Regions from separate parts of the Hordeum vulgare genome. Here all the other regions are linked to region 2. The links are chromatin contacts, called in public Hi-C maps. All regions are on one chromosome and are shown on one strand. The core of a region is the stretch at or near the end of the contact, and the rest is flanking DNA. Distances in the headings are between cores, read along the strand shown.

Region 1 (3,995 bases), core at 1,168-3,667, 490 kb after region 2:
GAACGCCATGAATAATGGCGTTTCTACCGCGCAAAACAGTGCCCCCTGCCATCGGTCCTATCGGCTCGCTGCAGTAATTATTTAGCCCCGCGCAGAACGAGCCGTAGCGCCAGAGACCTTTTCCGCGTGCTCGCTGCAGTAATTATTTAGCCTGGCGCGCGAACAGTGAGAAGGAGGACAAAGGCACGTCCCTCTGATCGATTCCCGTACTTGCCGAATGCCGATCATCTCTCTATCCGACTAGGCGTGTACAGCAGACCTGGTTTGGCTCATTGGCTGCACTGCCTGGTCATTTCTTGCCGGGTGGATATTGACATGTTGTGGCCCTGCCACTGCGTGTGTGCGTGTGATCAGTTAAAAGCATGGTTAATGGTACAGCCAGTTGCTGGTTATATATATTTTTTTGTGACGAGCTGACTATATGATATTGACACAACATTTATAATCAAGGTTACACTACAATAGATAGATGTAAATAAGTACTTCCTTCGTCCTAAAATTTTTGTCATAGATTTATTTAGATACGAATGTATCTAGTTAAGTTTTAGTATTTAGATACATTCATTCCTTGACAAAGCTAAGACAAAAAATTTGGGACGGAGGGAGTGCTATTATAATGATACAAGGCTCACCATCCTCCCTCACAAAGTGCCTAGGAGCACGTACGGGAATCGATCAGAGGGACGTGCCTTTGTCCTCCTTCTCACTGTTCTCGCGCCAGGCTAAATAATTACTGCAGCGAGCATGAGGAAAAGGTCTCTGGCGCCATGGCTCGTTCTGCGCGGGGCTAAATAATTACTGCGGCGAGCCGATAGGACCGATGGCAGGGGGCACTGTTCTGCGCGGTAGAAACGCCATTATTCATGGCGTTTGTCACCTGGGTTGCAACGCCAAAGGCATTGGCGTTTCAGCTGGTGTTGCAACGCACGCTAGACTGGCGTTCCAATGTAGACCAGAAACGCCACGTTAGACAGGCGTTTCTACGTGGAGCAGCAACGCCATGGACTCTGACGTTTCTAAAAGGGTCAGATCTGGAAATACTTTCAGATTGAGTTCATTCTATGAATTACTTACGTCTTATGGGTTAAAACAGTGAAAAAATCCGCTTTTGGGCAGGGGAGGTCGTAGCCTCTAAGCCTTTTGGGCATGGGTGTTGTGGGCCTACTGGGCATCTAATTGTACATGCTAGTTTAACTACTGTTGGAGTTTTTCATAAAAAAAAACTACTATGGGAAAACTGTTTTTAGGCTAATTTTAATGTTTTATTTTCTTTTTCTAATTTTATGTGTAATTTGTATCAACAAATGCATTTTTATCACTTTATTTAGTACAGTATCGATCAAAAAGTTTATTCCATTGCTAAAACGGTGCATCAGGATAACTTTAGCTCTAGCTTCGCTCGTGTGTTTGAAACACATCTTCTATTTCTAAATAGTTGAAACCCACTACCTAATTTTGCTAGACATGCAAACATGCCACACAAGCAAGTCATGCATGTTAATAGAAGTTACACCTTGTGTATTTATTTATGCATGCATGTAGCATTGCCACATCACCAATACATGCATGTTAGTCCTAAATTATTATTTTTCATCCTATTTAATATTGAATGTATATGTGTTGAGGGATACCATATACTAATGCAGTGGAGCCATCACATTTGACATTATTTGACTACAATTACAAAAATATTTTTCATATGCTTCATATTTGTACTTAATTTTTTGAACACATATGTGCTTCATATTAGTTTTAGTTATTTTGTAACAATGATTTATGCATTTCTTCTATCAAAGTTCCCGCTGCAACGCGCGGGGCATCATCTAGTTTTTTAAAGCCAGCTAGGTGCCAAAGCGGCCCTCCGACAGTACGTGTTTTAGTTTGCAGATAATAATGACATGGTGTCCAGTAAAAAGCTCGGGCCTGCCTCTCGTCATCCGGCTGCTCCTTCCGCGCATCAAGATTTGTGGACGGCTCCTAAAGAAAAGAAAAGGTTTTCTCAACCGAGTTATAAAAGAAAGTGTGGTCCCACTCCCACCCAGAAGAAACTGTGGCCCAAACAGAAACCGTGCCTGGAGCCCTGGATATGGTATCCGGCTCGAGGCCGACATGGCACGGACGCTGCAATCCAGTATCCACCGTGATGCCCATCGCCCTAATGATTACACGCTTGATTCAAGAATAAAGGCAAAAAAGAAGGAAAAAATGATGATCACACACGTCATCTCGGTTTCTGCCGTTCTTTTTGCCTGATTGGCAGCGGGGACACGACGGCCTGATGGAGTCGAACCGCGAAGTGGCAAGGATCACACGCACGGTCACAGTCGGCGGACACGACGGAAGTCTAGCCGCGACAAGGCCGGTGGGCGAGCTGATCCAAAAGAAAAATAATTTCCCTTTGCCGCCGTCCACAACTTGCGAGCGATAATAAAGCGATAAGCATCGCACCGCCCGACGGCTGCCAAAGAAAAATAGTCACTCCGCGCTTTATAGTCGTCCCATCACTCACCTGCCCTTCAGTATACTGTGAGCCTGTGACTGAGTGGGAGAGAAAGGAGAGGGAGATGGGGAAGGGAGGGAAAGGCGAGGCGGCGGCCGGCGGCGAGGGCGAGAACATGGCGGCTTGGCTGGTGGCCAAGAACACCCTCAAGATCATGCCCTTCAAGCTTCCGCCGCTGGGTTTGTTTTCTTCCCGACCTTTCCCGTTTCTGTTTTTCGCTATACAAATCGACTCGCCGTTCTAGGATTTTGTAATCCATTGCTGGCTCGTGAACTCGATCGGTTTTCTGCCGATTGTTCTTGTCCAGAAGTGTCCGTTTGTTAATAGACAATCCGAACCTGAAATCCAGGTGGCACTGACGAGTTTGGTTTTTTAAGCTTATCTTATCGGGTTTGCGCATGTCAGACGTGGACGTGGAGGTAAGTAGTGGCAGGATAGTTCATGTCAACGCAAGGATGTGTCTAGCTCTCATTTAGCGATTTAACGAATTCACATCTAAATCGTATATCATTTGATTTTGATGAAGATTCGTGCCAGTTTATTATTTTTATTTTTTGTTTGATTACTCAAATGATGTGTAGGAGTTAGATGAGACTTTGTTATTTCTTATCTAGGTGAGATTTAGCAAATCTGTTAACATGATTTATTTAAGTCTCGTCTTAATTTTCTAATTTAAGTCAATTTGCAGACTTTTTTAAAAAAGAGTAAGAACCGGCCTATGCATATGGATGATGCATGCATTTATTTTATTAATTTTTCTTACTTATAAAGGTTAGAATTGGTGATAGGATCGTACAAATAAACAAATACACTTATATCTACACGTGAGACTATCAGCTTTTCAGAAGATAGAATAAACAAATCTTATTTTTTAAGACCTATGCCAAATAAACAAATAAATTACTAGCCTAATATGAAAATAGCGCTCTTTTAAAACATAGATTATAAATGCATTTATATTAATTTCTCTGCACAACCAATTCTTTTACAGCGTGTTTGGTTGGGGGTAATTAGAGTGACGGAATGGAAATTAAAGGGTACGAGACTTTAAATCTATTGTTTGGTTAGGGGGATTGGGAATTTATAAAGGAATAAGCATGGAACTTCAGCGTGTTTGGTTGGGGGTAATTAGAGTCGGGGAATGGGAATTAAAAGGATACAAGACTTTAAATCTATTGTTTGGTTCAGGGGATTGGGAATTTATAAAGGAATAGGCATGGGAATTGAGACTCCAACTTTTGCCGTTTTATTAACAGGGGAGGGGGTGGGAGTTGGGAGGGAATTGTTTTAGTGAGTCAATCTTAACCCTTCATCATAACTTATGTCCACTCCCTTAGTCTAATCCCTTGTCAATTCCCATGAACCAAACAAGGGAATACAAATTCTCCTCAAATTCTCACATATAATTCGTATCATGTGCCAAGTAGGGGATTGGGAATAAAATGACTCATCCCATGTCTAATCTCAATACAACTCCCTACATTAAACTCTCATT
Region 2 (3,871 bases), core at 709-3,208:
GCGCTCCTCCTCTGCTTCGACTGCTGCTGGCGGCGGCCATGGCCGAGTGTCTTCTTCGGCTTCGGATGGCCTACGGTCCACCTCGCAAATTTCCGGAGTGTCGCCGTTCTCGGCCTCGTCGGTCCTGCGACCGGTGGCGGTGGCGGTGGCGGTGGCGCTGAGCGGACCGGAAAAGGAGCAGCTGGTATCAAGATCGACATCGTCCGCCGTTGGCGGGTCGACCGCTTTGTGGAAGGTGAGCGAGTGCTCAAGGTCGGTGGAGTAGTCGTCGCGGAGCGACCACCGCCGCGCCGGAACGATGCTGACGATGCCGATGCTGCGCGCGACCGCGGAGCGCTCGAGCGCGCCGAGGCTGGCCTTCTTGACGAACAGCCCGGCGAAGCCCGAGGGGTTCTCGCCGAACACCTTGAAGAAATTGCAGACGATGAAGTCCGGGCGGAGGAGGGAGAGGCCGAGGGTGTCGAGGTCCTTGGCGCCGAGCGCGCACGCGTCCAGCGCCACGTGCCACCCCTGCTCCGCCGCGGCGCTCATCCAGAGGTACGGGTACCTCGCGCCGGTCATCCGGGACACCAGCGGGAACACGAAGAGACCACGGCCGCGCTGCCGCCGCCGCCCACGGAGCAGCTTCTTGCGGAGGTCTGCGGCGTGGACGCGCATGCTCGGCCACGCGAAGCTCGCGTGCATGACCTCCGCGCCGCGGTTGCGCGCGCTCTGGGCCATGGCACCCACCGCCTCGCTCTCGTAGTCGTACACAGAGAGCAGCTTCTTCCTGCCGCCGCCGGGAGTGAAGGAGTAGGATTCGGCCAGGAGCCGGAAGGCTGTGGTCCGGTTCGCCGTGCACACCATGGTGTACTCATCCTCGGGGATCTTGAGGGACGCCATGATGCGCCTCGTAACGGCGCCGCTGATGCCTCCTCCCGCCGCGGATTCGGCGGCGATGCCGTCCCCGCATTGCTGCACCTGCGATCGCAGGCTCGCCGACCTGTACGCGATGTCGAAGAAGGGCGGCTGCCACGCCGACGGCTCCGCCGGAGCGGACGTGGAGGGCACCGAGGAGTTCATCTGCGCGTGGGAGAAGAGGTTCATCCCGTTGTAGTCCAGGCAGACGTGGCGGTCGAGGTGCCTGTATTCCCCGTCCCTGATCGCGTCCGCCGTGCCGGCTAGCCCGCCGTACTGCGGGAACGCGGCGGCGAACTCCGAGTAGGCCTCGGGGAGCGCGGGGAGGGACTCGTGGTTGGTGAACACCGGCGCCCCGGGGAACAGCCCCGACGCTGCCGACCTGACGAAGTTGTGCCGCGACGTCCTCGCCGACGTGGTCGTGACGGTCGTGACCGTGGCCGTCCGCTTGGCGCGCACAGGCACGCAGCCGGGCATGCAGCCGTGCTCGCTGTCCGCAGGACCATTCGACGCCGATGCCGCCGGCATCTCGCGCTGCTTCTGCTTCTGCTTCTGCCTCTGCCTCTTGTCGTCGTCGTCGCCGGCTGCCGCGTTCTTGCTGCCCCTGGATAAGTACTTTGTGAAGAGGAAGAGCATGGTTGCCTCATGGGCGGGCTGTCGTTGGGCTAGCTAGCTCGGCGGGGGCGCCGGCCGGGCGCGGTCGACGCTGCTGTCTAGGAGCTGTCGGACAGCGACCGGATGGCCGGGGGCCGGCCGCGGCCGCCTCTTCCCGGCTCCTTGTTTGCTTCGCTAGCTGTAGCTGGTGATGAACGACGATGTGCGCGCCAGTGGATCTCCTGCTGCCGGGGGAAAGTTTTAGTTTCTCCTTAGGCTCACGCAGACAGCGACGTAGCAACAAAGCGTGAAGGAGCACCCATCTGGTTCATGGAGGCTGCTACGCAGTGCCAGTCAATGAGAAAACCGCTGACTCACAGATGATTATATAGGATTGTCTTCAACCTGAACATACATTCTCTTTTACGTATGATCGTGGAATCGTAAACCAGAGCAGACAGAGTTGCTTTCCCACTCCCCCGGATTCATGGATTTTTACTGTTTTTTTCCTCCAGTATTTATGCTTTCCAACATAGACTAGAGGTCGCCCTTGACGTTGACACGGTACTACTACTACCGACTACCGTCTGTTCCGTTGTGCCTAAAATTACCGTGGTTACAATGAGATCTCTATCCTATGCGATTCGGCCAACTTCACTGGACGACCCGTTCTGTCAGTCCCGTCCGTTTGGGGGTAAAAGGAACAAACAGGTCGACCCAGCGTGAGACGGTCCAGATTCATCTTGTCCGTGTTGTGTCCGGCACGCTTCATTTCGAACGCAAACTTGCGCGGGATTTGAATCGCGGCGGACATCAAACAGATGCGCTCGTCCGTGCCGGGACGCGTGGCAGGCGGCCACCTACCTTCCACCGTCCACATCAATGCGCACGAGCGGCCGGGCCCATCTGTCCTCCGCCTAGGGAACGATCACGGTCCTTCTTAAATGGGGAAGCCGTGGACCGATCGTCGTCCACAGTTCCCATCGACACCCCTCGACCTTCTCGAAACCCGACAGCCGTGAACCCTAGCAGCCTCCTCGAACTCGCCGGCCGCCCACATCGCAGCAGCCATGGGCCTGTGGAACTACGACCGCAAGGGCAACCACAACCGCGAGGCTGGCTCCTCGTCGGGCCGCCGCCGCGGCTTCGTGAAGGAGGAGGCCGCATCGCCACCGCGCCGTGCCTCCGCCGCGGCTCCCTTCACCATCGCCCTAGGCCAGCCAGCCATCGCGACCGGCAGTACCTCAATGTTGAGGTATGCCGGCGCTACTGGGAGACGAAGACGCCGGTCCGTGGAGCGACGTCCACCTCCCCAACGCGTGGCACCTCTCCGCCGACCGCGTCCCTATCTCGCCGGTGCCGACGAGCGACCGTGCGCGCCGCAAGGAGATCGAGCGTCGTCGTCGCCTCCTCCCCGACGACCTCTACTACGACGAAAGGTACGCCGCCGACTCCACCCTCTAGGACACCTGGCTCAGGGACGAGCACGACGTGCAGCGTGCCTCCTACTTCGCTGGCACGGTCTCGGGGCCGCCGCGGGCACGGGAGGTGCGCGGGCGTACACGGGTGCGCGGCCTCACGCCCACGTCCTCGCCTTCCCCGTCTCCGTCACCACCTCCACCTCCTCGCATGACGGAGGAGGAGGAGGCCCGGCTCATGCATCGCGTCATGGAGGACTCCATGACGACACATGATGAGTGCCAATGGCCGGGCTTGGACCGCGCCATGGCCCTCTCTGCGGCCGGCGACGTCGCCATCCCCGAGCAGATGGGGGAGGAGGAGGTGGCCACGTTCCCTCCGGAACTGATGGGCGCGTCATGGGGTTGGTCGTGCACCGCGCCGGAGATGGCGCAGGCAGTGTGGGTCGTGAACTGGTGCCCCACACCGCCGCGGTCACCGGAGCGGGACGCCTCGCCACGGGAGGAGGTGGTGCAGGCCAGCTTCCAGTCCGCCCCCGCGCACCATGGCCCGCCGGCCCACCTCTAGACGTCGCCGGCCTACGTCGACCTCGTCAACGACGACGACGACGACGTCACCGGCGGCCAGTGAAGACGGCGACGGCCACGGCAACGACGGGCTTCTTTTTTATGTTAATTATGTCAAAACTGGGCCGTTTTGTGGCCGTGAAAACTGGGACGTTTTTAATGTTAATGTTATTATGTTTTATGTTTTTTAACTACGTTTATTTATTTTTACTTGCGTTTTTTTTTAATCAAGTCCAACACGGACATGATTTGGGATGCGGCCGCACGGTAGGGGCACACACGACCCAACGGACAGAGGCTGACATGGACGAACTCATTGTCGTCCCAAACGGACAAAATCCGGCCAAACCGAACGTTCGTTTGGGGTCGTGCGGTGGAGTTGGCCTAACCTAACT
Region 3 (3,890 bases), core at 1,243-3,742, 340 kb before region 2:
TCGCTACATGGCTGCATTGGATGACAGGTTCTCCAATACCTGGCAGGTTCTCCGGGGACATCACCCGAGCTATGATCCGGTGATGGTTTCTTATCTTCGGGTTGCCACCGCCTACACCGTGAAGCGTCAACTGGATTATTATTAGTGATATGAGTATGAGTTATATGAGTATGAGTTATATGAGCTATATGAGTATGAGTTATATGAGTATGAGCTATATGAATATGAGTTGTATGAGTATGAGTTGTATGAATATGAGTTATATGAGTTGTTAAATGAGTATGAGTTATATGAGTTAAATGAGTATGAGCTACCGATAATCCGATCCCCATGTTGTTGATATAGATGATGATGATGCAAATATTGTCGATGATGATGATGATGATGATGATGCTAAATACGTAGAGCTTGAAAATATTCTGAATACTGTTAATGTTGTCGATGATGATGATGCATTGTGAATATTCTGAATACTGCTAATATTGTCGATGATGATGCATTCTGATAGTAAACGTTAGCAGTAGCGTTGAAAAATATTAGCAGCGACGCTTTCTATAAGCAAGTGCTGCTACTAAACTTACGAGTAGCGCTGCTAGTATCAGCGCTACTACTAGTTTTTAGCTGTAACGCGATAGCAGTAGCACTTGGACCAGCGCTACTGCTACTCATATATCCATCGCTATTAGTAGGATTTTCTCTAGTAGTGCCTCGTTGCGACGAATCTTTTATGTGAAAACGGTTTTTCATCAAAACGCTGGCTTGAACTACAAAACATTGTAAATTTTAATTTTTAATAAAATCTTTGCTGACATCATCATTTTTGTTTTATATGCATGCATGCATCTTTTAAAGTATGCTTCACGGTATTTTTCTAATAAAATAGTACAAAATTAGCAAATAAAAGAAAATAATCTAGATGTTTAGTGCCTAGTGCAGAATTAGTTAGCATGATTAGTGAAGAATGCATCGTTTGCTCGGACCTATTGCAATATTCCGATTGTTCGGAAGTTAGCAAGGACCTATATAAAAAGCTGCAGAAAAGGTTTTAAAAGGGCAGTACTGGGCGCCGGCGCACCGGCGCTCCAGCTTAGGCCGGTCCATCCTGCATCATTTAATTGGAGTTGTTGTAACCATTGGATCTGCGTTGCCCGTTTGGTAAAAAATAAACAACCCCACACCGCGCATGCATAGAAGAAGTCAACGACGAGATATGAGGCGGCCGCAGCTAGCCAACTTCCGTCAATGGTGGACTCCGCGCTTGCCGCTGCCGTCGCTCACAGCATCGCGCGTCTACGACCCTTGCAACTTGCAGCAGACGAGCGACCACGGCGAGCTATGATTGTGCGCAGCCCCGGCGAGCGGCAACGACCATCGGCCCCGGCGAACGGTGCCCATCCCCGACGAGGATGCCATTAACCCGGTCCCGCGCGCACAGCCACCTCTTTTCCTAGCTTCGACGGACGAGCTGCATAACTGCGACGGCGAGGCACACCCACGATATAGGATGCTGGAACTAACATCGATTTTTGCTACATGCTTCAACCGGCATCACAATTTGCTACAACCGGCATCGCTATTTGCTGCAACTAGTGTTGCATTTTGCTACATCGCACATGGCTTTGCGATTTTTGCTACAACCGACAATGAAAAAAGCTACATCCGGTGACATGATTTGCTGCAACGGCCACGACGAAGTTTTTGGTGGCAACGGTGACGTTGTGATTTTTGCTGCAACCTTGTCGGTCCTTCGTTGTAGCTTTTTTCATCAACGGTTGTAGCATTTTATGTCAACGGTTGCAACATTCTGTCATGACAATGACCGCTTGCAGCTTCTTATATGTCTGGTTGCAACTTTTTTCATCAACGGTTGTAGCATTTTATGTCAACGGTTGCAGCATTCCGCCATGGCACGCTTGCAGCTTTTCATATGCGTGGTTATAGCAATTCGGCATGTCGGTGGTAGCATCATGGGTCGCCGGTTACAGCACATCGTCGGTCGACGGGACCATGTCTTTAGCATAGAAGTATCACTTAGTTCGCGTGTAGTATGATTCCAGCATATGCCGCAGCGGGTCACAGCTTCACGAGTGAACGGTTTGAGCAAGCAGTCCCCGAGCTTCGGTAGGGAGAGAGGAGAGAGGAGGTGTACACTCGCTGAAGGAGACGAGAAGAGGGGTGGCAAGCCGACCACCAACGATGTGGCATGATAACGGTTGCAGGGGGAAAGAAAGTGGGGAAGAAGGGGAAGGACGTGTGCGTGACGGAGGAAGAAACGAGGACCGCCAGATATGATGGGATCCAACGACGCTCGCGAGCGAATCGTTTCCCTTTAAAATACTGCCGAGCCTTTTTGTTTTTTGAGAGGTAAATACTGTCGTGCCTATATGGTCCAGGCCAGCTGGCCCAAGCAGGCCGTCGCAGCAGCCCACAAATCGGCAGGACCGGTTCAGGGATGCAGACAACGAATCTGGGAATCTCGTATATTATCCCCGACGTGCTCCGCGTCCCCGGCGCTGCCAAAGTCACACGAACTCTCTCACGTCACACACGCCTCCTCCTCCTCCTCCTCCTCCTGCGAGCCAGCCCAGCCACTGGGAGCGCCCGCGGAAGCACAGAGCGGGAGGAGGGATCGCGAGATGGACTGCAAGGATGTCGGGATCCTCGCCATGGACATGTACTTCCCTCCCACCTGCGTCCAGCAGGTGAACTTCTCCACCAGAGCTGCTGTTCCCGCCGCCCCCGCTCGATTTGTCGCCGTCGTGCCACGCTGCGTGCTGCGAACGTGGCTGATCTGTGGCTCCGAGCATCTCCGCGTCGAGATCACGGACGATTTGGTATTTTGGGCGGGGAATTGCCGCGGGGGTTTTAGCCAGGCGTGCGGGATTTCGGGTTTACGGAGTACTAGACTACTAGTTGAGATCGCCACGATGAAATTGTTTCCGGAAAATGAAACCTTGGTTCGGAGGTGCCATCTCCGTGCGGATTTGTGGATCACGGGTGGTGAAGTGATTTGTTTACTCAAGGAATATTTGAATTATTATTAGTTTCACTCTGATATACCGGCTGTCAGATGCTGCATATGCCTGGTGCTGTATTTCGTCTCCCACAGAGCGAGCATATGGTGATCTGATGTGGCTTTGGAGCGGCTGTGCCCAATTAATACATGGATAATTTGCTGTGTCGGTTCAATGCTGCTGGAGTAAGAGTTGAATGCTGATGCGTTGAAGTACTGGTTGCAGGAAGCGCTGGAGGTTCATGACGGGGCCAGCAAGGGGAAGTACACAATTGGTCTTGGGCAAGACTGCATGGCCTTCTGCAGCGAGGTAGAAGATGTCATCTCGATGAGGTATATTTTGTCACACCGGAAAATTACTCCCTTGTCCTACCTTCTTTTGCTGGGATTGAACTTCTTGATGAGTAGAATTTACTAATCAATTATATCAAATACTTATATATTTAGTGCAATACTCTATTCGGTACGTGAATGCTCAAGTTGGAAAGTTATTTCAGTTTGACAGTTGTCAAATCCCTGCTGGAAAAGTACCACATAGATCCAAAGCTAATTGGCCGCCTGGAGGTCGGTAGCGAGACAGTGATAGACAAAAGTAAATCCATCAAAACGTGGCTGATGCAAATTTTTGAGGTAAATCATGGAATTAGGATCCAACATATATTCCCTCTAACCTGAATCTTGGTGAACTCGCAGTTTCCACTTCATTTAGTTGTTTGTTAGTTCAGTTTCAGTCTCACTCAATGTTGCAATTGTTGACATTTGTCACAAATACAGGAAAGTGGTAATACTGACATTGAGGGAGTTGACTCGAGTAACGCATGTTATGGTGGGACAGCTGCCCTGTTGAACTGTGTGAATTGGGTCGAAAGTCGATGCT

The links. Hi-C and Micro-C count contacts between places; a contact is called where the count stands out from the background.
Region 1: a Hi-C map of leaf shows a contact between it and region 2, with 10 times the contacts expected there. The contact joins the promoter of LOC123407681 here to the promoter of LOC123412456 in region 2. A contact is called at or near these places in 3 of 6 Hi-C or Micro-C datasets (leaf and seedling).
Region 3: a contact with region 2 is called in a Hi-C map of leaf, with 8 times the contacts expected there. The contact joins the promoter of LOC123407244 here to the promoter of LOC123412456 in region 2. A contact is called at or near these places in 2 of 6 Hi-C or Micro-C datasets (leaf and seedling) and 1 of 1 datasets of contacts at active chromatin or transcription factors (embryo).

The regions. Positions count from the first base shown.
Region 1 is chr7H:226,675,273-226,679,267 of MorexV3_pseudomolecules_assembly, forward strand. It overlaps LOC123407681 (sorbitol dehydrogenase), which reads left to right and starts at 2,418. Exons shown (of 4, transcript XM_045100868.1): 1 at 2,418-2,679. The coding sequence starts at 2,565.
Region 2 is chr7H:226,186,337-226,190,207 of MorexV3_pseudomolecules_assembly, forward strand. It overlaps LOC123412456, which reads right to left and starts at 1,959. Exons shown (of 1, transcript XM_045105405.1): 1 at 1-1,959. The coding sequence starts at 1,533.
Region 3 is chr7H:225,844,266-225,848,155 of MorexV3_pseudomolecules_assembly, forward strand. It overlaps LOC123407244 (hydroxymethylglutaryl-CoA synthase), which reads left to right and starts at 2,493. Exons shown (of 11, transcript XM_045100335.1): 1 at 2,493-2,702; 2 at 3,240-3,346; 3 at 3,511-3,643; 4 at 3,788-3,890. The coding sequence starts at 2,637.